2 separate regions of the Zea mays genome follow, and region 2 is linked to region 1. A link is a contact called in public Hi-C data. All regions are on one chromosome and are shown on one strand. Each heading gives the region's core, a stretch centred on a gene start, on an enhancer-like site or on the middle of the called end of the contact. The rest is flanking DNA. Distances are from core to core; before and after follow the strand shown. Region 1 holds the start of LOC103504713 (peroxisomal 2,4-dienoyl-CoA reductase-like). Region 2 holds the start of LOC100216637.

What was found. A called contact is a pair of places that touch in the nucleus more often than the background predicts.
Region 2: a Hi-C map of ear shows a contact between it and region 1, with 1.7 times the contacts expected there. The contact joins the promoter of LOC100216637 here to the promoter of LOC103504713 in region 1. A contact is called at or near these places in 2 of 25 Hi-C or Micro-C datasets (ear and tassel).

The regions. Positions count from the first base shown.
Region 1 is chr10:144,424,015-144,430,088 of Zm-B73-REFERENCE-NAM-5.0, reverse strand. It overlaps LOC103504713 (peroxisomal 2,4-dienoyl-CoA reductase-like), which reads right to left and starts at 3,415. Exons shown (of 5, transcript NM_001327795.1): 1 at 3,097-3,415. The coding sequence starts at 3,282.
Region 2 is chr10:144,662,848-144,668,921 of Zm-B73-REFERENCE-NAM-5.0, reverse strand. It overlaps LOC100216637, which reads left to right and starts at 3,667. Exons shown (of 7, transcript NM_001360068.1): 1 at 3,667-4,093; 2 at 4,204-4,281; 3 at 5,600-6,074. The coding sequence starts at 3,716. LOC103642055 reads left to right here and starts at 373. Exons shown (of 10, transcript NM_001360069.1): 1 at 373-696; 2 at 792-860; 3 at 1,748-1,801; 4 at 1,924-1,990; 5 at 2,100-2,174; 6 at 2,278-2,526; 7 at 2,599-2,641; 8 at 2,720-2,798; 9 at 2,889-3,021; 10 at 3,115-3,447. The coding sequence starts at 424. The coding sequence ends at 2,975.

The DNA.
Region 1 (6,074 bases), core at 2,166-4,665:
TGGCGACTCCGCTGGGGACGAAGTTGCAGATCTACAAAATCAGGCTTATATGGCCGATTCTAAAGATCTCAACGGTGCTTCTCCAAACAGCAACAAAAGGCTGACTAATTTATCGGCCGCTGAACATAAAAGATTAGAAGATGACATGAAGAAAATAGACGAGGAGGCCCACCGACAAAAGGATCAGGTGCTCAAGGTGGCAGATAAGTGGTACCTCTCGCACTTCAGGGTAGACTGCCACCAGAAGACCGTCCAAGAAAGGGAGATAAATGCCGAGTATATGTTAGCCGTGCTGCAACAGCTCCCCACGATAGGTGATGCCAGGTCAGCCGATGATATTCCATCTATTAAAATTTCTTTTGATAATCGGATTAAAAGTATTACGGAGGATATAGAGAGGATGACACATGCATTAGGAAAAACTCACATGCCTGATTTTTTATCACATAAATTAGGCGCTGAAACAATTGCGCCAAACACATCGGCGACAAATGGGTTTTCCCAGCCATATTCTGGTGTGTCGATGGACTCATATCCAGAACGACCGTCACCACCATCTTCGCTAAATGGTGAGTCAACCCTGAGCACGTCCGGACCGTCCGCACACAATCGCGGACTATCCGACCCTCCGTCAGACCGTCCGGCACCCTACGCCGGACAGTCCAGAGTTACACAGAGCCCACCGCAAGGGTCACAGGTGTTGCCTGACGTGACCGGGCAGTCCGAGGATAGTACCGGACCATCCGATCCACCAGCAGACCGTCCGACTGTGCAGGTCGGACCGTCCGGAGCACCAGAAGTCACCTGTGATCCGTCTAGTGTGGAAGGCCGGCGTACATATAACCGGCCACCCAAGCCCCAAGAACCAAAAAAATCACATGTCCCTGAGCTTGTTTGGCCCACTAAGGCCAAACCTTCTGTTCGCTCTCACCCGCACTCGACACAAAAGGAAAAGGTTAAGTTCACATTTAATATTACTAAGTGTGATAAAATATTTGATGAGTTGCTTAAACATGGTAATATTAAACTATCACATATAATTCCTCCGGTTGAAGAATTAAAAGGGCGTATATATTGTAAATGGCATGGCTCCTTTCTTCATAACACCAATGATTGTGCTGTCTTTCGTCGGCAAATACAATCGGCTATAAACGAAGGCCGGTTGAGGTTTCAAAAGGAGGTGAGGATTGACAGGCCACCTGTCCCTGCCACCACATTAGAGCCGACAAGCAAAAAAGTCATAGTTCGGCCCTGTGCGGCCGATAAAAGCAAAGATAAAAATATCGTCATTGGTGATCCCCGTACACCAAATATGTCACGCATAATGGTTACTCGGAAGACTCCGGACAAAAGAAAGACCGGAGGCACCGGGGGGCAAGCACGATCGGACACCCGATCACGGTCACCTGTCCTGCGTACGCCAGACGATCCGGGTACTAAGGCCGAACAGTCCGAGACAGTAGCGGACGGTCCGACTATAATGGTCGGACAGTCCGCAGACAGTCAGAAGCAGCAACCTCAGACCACTGGACCACAAGGTTCCAAAACAAGTGTTACGAAACAAAATACTATTAAGACGTCTGGACGACTCAGTAGAGTCGGCCCTACTTTTGGTCAGTTGCTTGCCAAATATACGAAGAAGGCCGTTCCACACAACCGGCCAATAAAGCAGACGAAGTCAAAAGGGCGGTCTGTGCGAAAGCAAAAGGCGACTAAACGGACCCAAAAGGTAGCACAACCAAGATCGCCTTGTCATCCTCCTCCAGGGATAACATGGTGCGTCCCGTTCTATCCATCGCCGATGTGTTGTCCTGCTCATGTGTGGGGTGGTACGGCGATGAATTCGTATTACTGGCCCAATCCGTTTGCTTATTTGGGCTGAGGGGCACCACAAGTTTTTGCCTATTGACAGGTTGATCAGGTAGACATGGCCGAAGAGGATGCGATCCGAAACGGCCTCTGTGCATTAAAGTTCCATCAATTATTTATATTATCTGATTGCAAGAGCCGATGACTTGCATCGAGCTGAGTCCTTACATCGGGAACAAAAGCTCATGAGGTCAATTATTTCCGAAGTTTTCACTGATGCTTTTGGTTCGCCAAGCTCCACCAAAAGGCAGGGGGGCATATGTTGGGCACCAAAATGAGCGGACGGTCCGGCCCTTGGGCCCGGACGGTCCGCGTGTCCCGAGATTAGATTAACTCGGATATTTATCCTTATCTCGTGCGTGGTTATCCATCTAATCACGTGGGAGTTTGTTGGCTATCTCTTAGGAAAAGGTCCAGACCTCCTCCCCTATAAATATAAAGGGGTACGGCCGATTGAGAACCCCCGAACACAACACATTCAATCGAACCAATTACCTTATTTACCTTTTCTGCCCTAGGAGTAGATGTAGCATAGTTCTAGTTGTAGTCTTCCACATATCCACTTCCACCCTTATTCGACTCTACGTCGTCTAGATCCGTCTTGGGTGGCCTGCCGATCCAAGACGACCCTAGGATCTCACCCCTCCCAGGGGCAAGATCTAGTTGTTCATCCAAGACATCTTTCTCGAATTGATCTCTTAATTCCTAGGCGACTCCACGTCGTCTGGGGACACCCCGGGTGACCTGTCGACCCGGAGCACCTTAAGATCTTTTCCCCTAGGGGACGAGATCTAGATTCCAGCAAGAAGGAGGAAGACGACCCTGTCGCCAGGTCGCGGACCGTCCGGCCCTAGGGCGCGGACCGTCCGGCCGTCAGGCAGTGAACCCGAGTTCCTGCACCAGGTCGCGGACCGTCCGGCCCTGTGCCGCGGACCGTCCGCGCCTGACCAGAGAGCACCGCCGCCTCGCGCCAGGCCGCGGACCGTCCGGCTCTGCGCCGCGGACCGTCCGCGCCTCACCAGAGAGCACCGCCGCTGGTTCTTTTGAGTGATTGACGCCTCAAAAAAGGCGTCAACAACGACCAATCGAACCTACTACTGCCACTACTTAGCAGCAGAAAAGCAAAATTCCCCCACCCAAGCCCCAAAACCGACCACGAGAGCCCAGGAACACAAGCACGGCAGTGGTAGGTAGAGCGGGAGGGAGTCTAGGGGGATACGTGCGCACCCTGAGGCCCTCGGACCGGAGCGCGGCGACGGCCTTGTCGAGGACCTCGCGGCGGCGGCCCATGAGTGCGACGTGCGCGCCGTGGCGCGCGAGCTGCGCGGCGATCTCGAAGCCGATGCCGGAGCCCCCGCCCGTGACCAGCGCCGCCTTCCCCCTCAGCAGGTCCGCGCGGAACGGCGACTCCATTGCCTGCGTTGCAGCCAGGTCGCGCTCCGGAGACCTTGGACCTTGGTGGCAGGGGGACGGGCACAGCGGCTGGGGAAGAAGATGGCAGTTGGCAGTTTGCGTGGCACCGGTTGCTAGTTTGCGTGGCCTTGTCTTTGACACACATGAGTCATTCAAGGAAAGAAAGCCTACGAGTGGACCAAATTGTTTTCTGCGGAAAACGTCATTCTTACCTTTCGTCGAAGTTAAACATTTTCAATTTTTAACTGAATCTATATATAAAGAAAATGTTAATATTTAAGATGCATAATTTGGTACATAAATTACGGAATATATTTTTATGTTTTTTGTAATAAAATTAAAGATACAAATATTATCACCTTTTCTTTTATAAATATGGGTAAATGTAATTAATCAGCGACAACTTTTTTTAGATGTTTTGGGGTGGGGCAGGGAGAGTATTAGTTCAAATATAAGCACAGTCCAAAGATATTATATTTTATGGAAAAATGAATCAATTAGATGCTTATGTATTCCTCTATAAATTGCATTGCATCAAAGCTAATGAAATTTGGTATAGCACAAAATTAAAATAAATTGGTAATTACAATAGACGGAATATTTGATAGTCTTGGAGACGTAATGAAGCGTGTTTGTAAGTTGTAACTGTACGTTTTTTTTAAATGGAAACTGTACGTTTATTGATTGAGTGATCAATTCATCACGACCTGATATGAATCCGCAGGCCCAGTCAGTAGGTAGGGTGCGGTACGACTGTAATGACGAACAGGATTTCCGCCTTTCCGGCCCAGTTCAAGGAGTGGGCTGTGGGAAGAAACCGGCCCAACCCTACTCTCTATGTTTTGATTGTAGATTTGGATCCGTGCGCGCACTGATGTACGGCCGTAAATCTGTATCCAGGAATTTATCTATTTTATGATTTATCTCTAAGTCCTATCTATATTCTACAGTGCAAATTTATCTATTTTATGATTTATCTCTAAGTCCTATCTATATTCTACAGTGCAAAATAGTTGAAGGGAAGAAAGACGTGCTTGGACGTCGATATCTAATATCTATATAACTAATATTAAAAATGAGTTATAATTTAAATCTATTGTTTGGACATAGAATTGTAGTTCCAGACAATACAGAAGTTTTAGATTATGAATGACATGTTCTAGTTATAGTCCACTAAGGAATTAAGATTTAATTTTACGTCTAGTTATAATCTTGGTTCTAATTTCTAAAAATAAAATTGTAAAAATATAAAACCATTATAATACCAAATAAGTATACTATAAAAATATAATTAATAAAGAAACTAACAATATTATTATATCTCTACTATATAAAGTACTAGTTTTTTCTAGTTTACACGGTATCATAGTCGCCGTATGTCATCCTTTCCATTTTATACAAAATAAGGTAAAATTATACATAAGTGGGTATTTAACTCTTGGTTGTTGGATACTAAATCCACACCCATCCATACCAATAGAATACACATTTTTATATTTTATTAAAATAAAATCTTCCCATGTGATATATAAAAGACGTAGCAATGCACATATATCTAACTAGTATTATATAAATCTAGATATTTTTTTAGAAAAAAATGATTTGTAATTTGGATCAGAGCGGGTGTTAAGGGTCAAGAGTCCTCGCTTGTGGCGCCATCCTCCTTGCCTAGAGAGAAGGTAGACATGCACATGCTGACTAGCAATTCACTATTGTAATTTGTAACTAGCAGCCCGGACGGCGAACGCGACTGCGATGGCGACGGGAGTCTGATCTGGCCGGTCCACGTCGCCGCATGCACACCGCAACGGAATTCTTATCCGATCAGGCAGGCCGCATAGGACGAAGATAGAAAAATTTCTTTCCGTTTCTAGTTGAGTTTAAGATTATGAAAGTAAAGGTTTCATCAATTTCAGCCCTGCTTCACCAAATATCATAGACGAGCAACTCTACTCCACAGTTTACTTTTTTTTTTGATGTGTTTGACTTGTAAAACCCTGCTCTAGCTTCACAAAATTGAGATTTTGTTGAAAAATGTCTCTATTATTACACTTGCGATGATTTTTGTATGTACTGTTTTTTTTCAAGTATTCAAAAGTTAATATAATGGACCATATAAGTGATATGTGTGAAATTTATCATACTTTAATCGAGTGTCGTGACATATTTATTGAGTATTCAACTTTACAAAATAAAAAAAGTATCTCATGTCTAGCTCTGTGGTAGCTAACTCATGACGGAATTGTGTGCATTATGTACCGAATTAGGAGCCAAATAACCTCTCCACGACCACAAGTTAATGCACATGTTGTTATGTTCACTACCGGAATCATGTGCTTTGTCGAGTGCCTGAAGCACTCGGTAAACTCTAAAAAACACTCGACAAAGTCTTTGCCGAGTGTGGTACTCGGTAAAGAGGGCTCGACGAACAGTACATACAGATCTACATAGTGTAGGAACATACCACAAAAAATGTGTTTGGCAAAATAAAAAATATAAAAATATACTTTACCGAGTGTCTAGAAATGACACTCGGCATAGCTTGCTCTGTCGAGTGTCTAACGGAGGGTACTTGACAAAAAAATATATTCTTTGCCGAATGCCAGCACACACGACTCTCGGCAAAGATAATGGCCGTCAGCTTTAAATGTCGGTTGATGGTCGTTTGCCGAGAGCCGCAATTCGCCGAGTGTTTGGCCCTCGGCAAAGAAGCCTTTGCCGAGTGTATTCCTGTGCCGAGAGTTCTGCTCTCGGCAAACGTCATGGTTTACCGAGTGCAGGACTTTACCGAA
Region 2 (6,074 bases), core at 2,418-4,917, 240 kb before region 1:
AAAGATTATTGAGCTGGTGGTGGAAGGGTTTAAGTGTTAAATGTGACTTACGGTTGGATCACGATCTAATAGATCAGATGTTTTGCTTGCACGCTTGCACAGAAGCACTGCTTGCATAGAAGTCGTTGCTCTACTTAACATTTTTAATGATTACAAAAAAACTATAAACTTTTGTAATGGCAAAACATCGGGAAAAGAATGAGACACCAAACCCTCCAGGCTCCAACCGTGTACAGCATCAGCAAAGCAAACATCACAAACCCTCAAACCACAAGTCCGCGTCCGTAAAGGTTTTTTTTTAAAAAATATACTTTAATTTCCACTCCTATTCTTCATGTCTTCCCCGATGCCGGGGACCACCGCCAGCGCCACCAAGAGTTGATCCACCCAGGCCAGGCACCCGCCCGTCCCCCGGCGGCGGAGATGGCGAGGAACGAGACGGCGGCCGCGGCCGCGCCGGGCGTCGACTTCCACCTTCCCGACGAGATCCTGGCCGTGATCCCCACCGACCCGTACGAGCAGCTGGACGTGGCGCGCAAGATCACCTCCATGGCCATCGCCTCCCGCGTCTCCCGCCTCGAGGCCGACGCTGCGCGCCTCCGCCGTGACCTCGCCGACCGTGACCGCGCCGAGGCCGACCTCCGCGCCTGCCTCGCCGACTCCGACGCGCGCCTTGCCACCGCTCTCGACGAGAACGTAAGCACCCCGCCCGAACCTTCCTTTGCCGGAATTGTTCCCGTAGAGTTGTGGTCTGTAATTGGCTTATTTGCCTCTCATCCTTTGGCGTGCAGGCGAAGCTGGCGAAGGAAAGGGACTCGCTCGCGGCGACGGTCAAAAAGCTGACCAGGAATTTGGCGAAGGTGCGTCCTTTACTATCTTTCTAGGTCCATCTGTTGTGCGAATTCTATCAATTCTGATCTGAAGTTTTGGCTTTGGCATGAATTGTTATGTGAACCCTGCAACATTTGATTAGAGGTGTGTTTCAAGTGTACAGTTACTGGAATTGTTGGGGACTTTGACCAGACACTGTTCTTTTAGTGTTGTTTGCTTGTGTATGTCAGAAACGTGCTTTTCAGTGACCATGATTTTGGGCACTTGGTAGAGATGGGACAAACACACATTTGATTGTTGTGACTTTGTATGATACGTGTGTCTAGCCTTGTTTGTAGCGTAGTTGTCATCGCAGTGGAGACAGGAGAGTATGTCTTTTATTTTATGATTTCTTACTTGCTATGTATGATGGAAAAAATACAATTTGTGATTTGTTCTTGATGATTTGGACAACACAGTATATTTTTTTAGTTTGACCAGATGGTTCAGCTTTGGCTGGGTACAAAATTGTGACCACTGCAGGCGTTTTTCTATCTTTCAGTCTTAGTTAAGGATTTTGTATGGAAAATAGATAATTTTGCTGCAAACATTGAAACTGTGACAAATTTAATTAATGATAGTTTAGAGAAGCCCGCCCATATTAAATAATTTTGAACGCAATGTTATTAGTACCAGATTGTCAAGCCAATGTCAGTTACTTTACTTTGCAGTTTCAGGCACAGTGTTCCAGAAACTATAATAATTTGTCTGTGACTCTGGTCATTGATGATTCATAAACTAGTTATTTGCTATTTCATTGAATGATGTCACATGCATGAGCCTGGCAAAGAATTCTAACCAGCATGAAGTTTGTCAAACTCTACTTCTGTTCAATATGAACTCCCAAATTGTACCAGACATTGTTTGTTCTGTGCAGTTGGAGGCTTTTAAGAAACAATTGATGAAATCATTGAGTGAAGATAATCTATTGGTGAGTTGTGTTGATCAAATATTTTTGTTCACTCTTAGTCAAGATTTATTGTTACCTTTCAAGTCTTCTCTTCTGCTGGAACTTTTGTGTGAGCAAATGATTTTATTGGCATGTTTTCACAGCAACTGTCTGAAACCAGTCAAGATCACAACGCAGAAGATTTGACAGCTCGAGTCCCATTTTGGAAAGGTGTCGTTTAATATTAATACCCTTACAGTTTTTACAGCAGTTTCTGCCAAAGCAATAGTCGAAACCGCATGCCTGATGCACACTTTCTTTTGTTATTAAATGACTCTAGATGAAGTTTCGAGCAGTAACACTTCTTCAGATGCCTCCAGCAGATCTACAATTACTGAATCCGTCCATGACGGAGGTAATTCACTCTCACTACTGAATAATGAACAGTTAAACTAGATCCACATATTAACGTATTTTGAGCTCAGCCACTTACATACAAAATAATTTAACTTCTACAGGATACCAGTTCTCGATCACACCATATATGCCTCCAAAATTAACTCCTGGCTCAACAACTATGATTTCGTCCTCTAGTGGTTCTCCCCGAGCTTATTCAACTGGCCCACCCTCTCCCAAGTTCTTATCTGGTCCGACTTCACCTGCAAAAGCTCGATCTGAGGGCCAATTGGCATTTTCATCATGGCAAGGATCATCAAGTCATCAGTATTCAGCACCTACCTCTCCTCCCCAACGCCGCTCATTCACAGGTTTGGGGCAGTGAATGTGACACATACTGGAGCTTGCTAAAGACACATACACTGACTCTTTCCTGTTTCCAGGGCGACCACGTATAGATGGGAAGGAATTCTTCCGACAAGCACGGTTGGTTGCTAATCTGGCCACCTTATGCAGCAATTATTAGTTTGTTTCTCCCCTAACGTTTGTGCCTACAACTCTCAGGACAAGACTTTCGTATGAGCAATTTGGAGCATTTTTGGCCAATATCAAGGAGTTCAATGCTCAGAAACAATCACGGGAGGTACTGTAATCTACCATTGCTTTCATGGTTACGACAGAAATTTGGAAAACATGACAATGTGATTATTTTTTACTTAACTAATGTTTGCAGGACACCCTGTCAAAAGCAGAAGAGATTTTTGGAACAGAACACAATGATCTGTACATTTCTTTCCAGAATATGCTTAACCGAAACTAATCATGAAAATTTGTCAGAAGTAGTATTTTCTCTCAAAATCAAGCAGGTTCGTTTCATTCCTATGTCTCTCATGATTATGGAATAAGGGATATAATATTTTACTCAGCTAATCATGTTTGCTTCATGCCGTTGTTTGCAGGGTAGATTCTGTTGGAATAAACGATGCCCTTCCGTAGGTTCTCAAGATCACATTGTAGAGATATGTATATAGGCCACCTTAATTCGAGGTGTTCCTTCTCAATAATTTGGAGCTGTGACTTAAAAGCGGAAATCGCATAGCATACATTCACTCATTCCCTGAAATTCAAGGCTTCCTGCTTGTCTTTCTGCTGTAAATCCGGATGCAGATCTCTTGAGCTATTAAGGTGCCTTCCCTAGTTCCCTTTGTAGAAAGCTGTATAAAACTGCCCTTTGCCGTTCTTCTAACTGCCAAGGGTACACGGAATGGATATATGATCACGGTGCATTCGTTGTATTGAGATGTTCGATAAACTGTGATTGTGATTTTTTATTGAGCTTTTTCTTCCAAGGCTGTGAATTTTGATATAAACTACAGAAGAAAAAAATGAAAAGCAAGAAATAGAGAAGACAGAAAAGTTCCAACACGAAACTCTCGCTGGCAGATGGGTCCCACGTAATTTCCCCTTAAGGACTGATTTAGTAGACCCACATGTCATGCACACATCTTTCCGCTTATCCCTCAGGTTTCGTCTTCCCTATCCCAGCACTGGTCCACCACCATGGCCACCCCATCCACCGCCGGCGACCCTGCCCCTGCCGGCGAACCAGTACCAACCCCATTGCAAGGACCAGCCCAGCGTCGCATCTCAACATCCCGCATCTCCCACATCGTGCGCACCTACCTAGACCTCTCCAGTTCCAGGAAGCGCCGTTCCGCTCCTAAGAACCAGCCCAAGGCCGGGGACAAGGAAAGGGATGCGGCGGCCGCCGAAACTGACGGGTCCAAGGCGGGGCCGTCCTCGTCCCACCCGTCTCGGCTGCTCCGGGAGCTGGGCATCCGCGTCTCCCGCTACACGCATGAGGAGCGCCGGGATATCATCCTCCGCTACATGCAGAAGCGGAGCGGTCGCCAGATCGTCAACCGCGCGGCCAGTAAGGTGCGATTTGTTTGATGAGAGCTTAGTTTAGCTGTGTGATTGGATTGCAGAGGGCGCTAAAGCTGACAAGTTTCTTTGGCGGTTGCTTGTGCGGCTCCTGCTGCTTGCAGGTCCCATCGAGGCAGGCTCTGGCAGTCAGGCGGCGGAGGGGTGCTGGAGGGAAGTTCCTCGGCAAGGATGACGCCCAGGTATACAGTCCGGGATATCCGGTTCCTCAGGAATGGAAACCACTTGCTATTGCACATTACAAATAGGCTAATGTTTTTTAAATACTAAAAGAAGTTGGGCCAGTTTTATCTAAATTTTGCCATGTCATCAATAGAGAAAATTGCATTAGCAAAGCAATCTTGTGTCAGAAATGTTATTTTGGCTCGTTTACTTGTATCCAAGCTACATCGACCGCATATTGGGTAGTAGATATGGGGAAATTTGCTTATTTGGGTCGCTTGTCGTTGCCGCTCACCAAAATATCCCGGCATTCGTTGCACTCGCTAAATTACCTTGCTTAAGCAGCGTACAATAGATAAAATGCCCCAGCACTGTTACTAACATGTTCTTTGTGGACTCAATAATTTAAAATACCGCTTTTTACCCTCTACATGTATTACAGGTTCTTGACGCATCTGTTTCTGTATGCACCCGTTCACATCACCGCCTTCAGTCGCATCAATGCCTGTTCGCTAACCTCGCCGCCCAGCCGCATCAACGCCGATCGGCCTCATCCTGTCCACTGCCCAAGCCCGACCCCGTCCACTGTCCTAGCCCGACGTCTCAACCAAAAAATTAACCACAGATCACATTTAAAGCTAAAAATTGCAGCTTTATTCAGCTATATATCTGTTTACAAAAATAATTAAAGCTCGAGCTGCCATGGGTTTGGACGGGTCTGTGTTGTCATTGGTTTGTGGTTTTACTAGACAACATTTGTTATGGCTGGCACAAAAAATCTGCCGTTGTGGATACCAAGAGAGACAGAAAAAAAATCTATAGCTGTGAAATGAAATGGAAACGGACGTTGAGAGCTCAACACAAAACGAACCTGTAATGCACGCAGAGGGTAAAAACAGTAATTTAAATTATTGAGTCCACAGAGAGCATGTTAGCAACAGTGATGGGGCATTTTATCTATTGTACGCTGCTTAAGCAAGGCAATTTAGCGAGTGTGACGAATGCTGGAGTATTTTGGTGAGCGGCAACGACAAGCGACCCAAATAAGAAAATTAGTGTTGACTAGTGTTGAAGTGGAGACTAGTGTTGACTATCTGGAGTATTTTGTACGCTGCTTATGAATGCTGAAGTGGAGACTAGTGTTGACTATCAGAAGAGGAGATTAGTGTGAGTCATTTGGTCACCGGTTCAAAGCAGCCTCTCCACATTTGCAGGGGAAATGCTTGTCTTGGTTTATTCCTCAGACCTCACTCACGTGGGAGACTCCGACACTGGGCTTGTACTTTTAGTTAACCACACTTACAATTCTCTTGTATAAGAGTTTTTGTTTTTTCCCAGATTACAGATAAGCTAGAAGAAAAGGCAGAAGAAGAGCCAGAATTGCCACCAGAAGTCGTCTCAAATGCTGGAGGAGTACCCATAGTTGGTATGGTCTTTGAGAGTGAAGAAAAAGCATATGAGTATTATGTTAGTTATGCAGGAAACATGGGATTTAGTGTTCGAAAAGGATGGTGGGAGAAAACTGCTAAAAATTCCAACAGGTCAAGGGTCTATGTCTGTTCCAGGGAGGGATTTCGCTCAAAGAATGACACCAAGAAACCTCGCTCAGAGACAAGGGTGGGTTGCCCCGCACGGATAGCAATTAAGGTGGCACGTGGTGGTAAATATCGTGTAACAGAATTTGTGGAGGATCATAATCACCAGCTTGCTGCACCATTTGATATTGAGATGCTGAAATCACAAAGGATGTTGACCAAAGTTCGACTTGGGAGCCAAAATGCTAGTAACATCCCTCCAGGGTACAAGAATTATC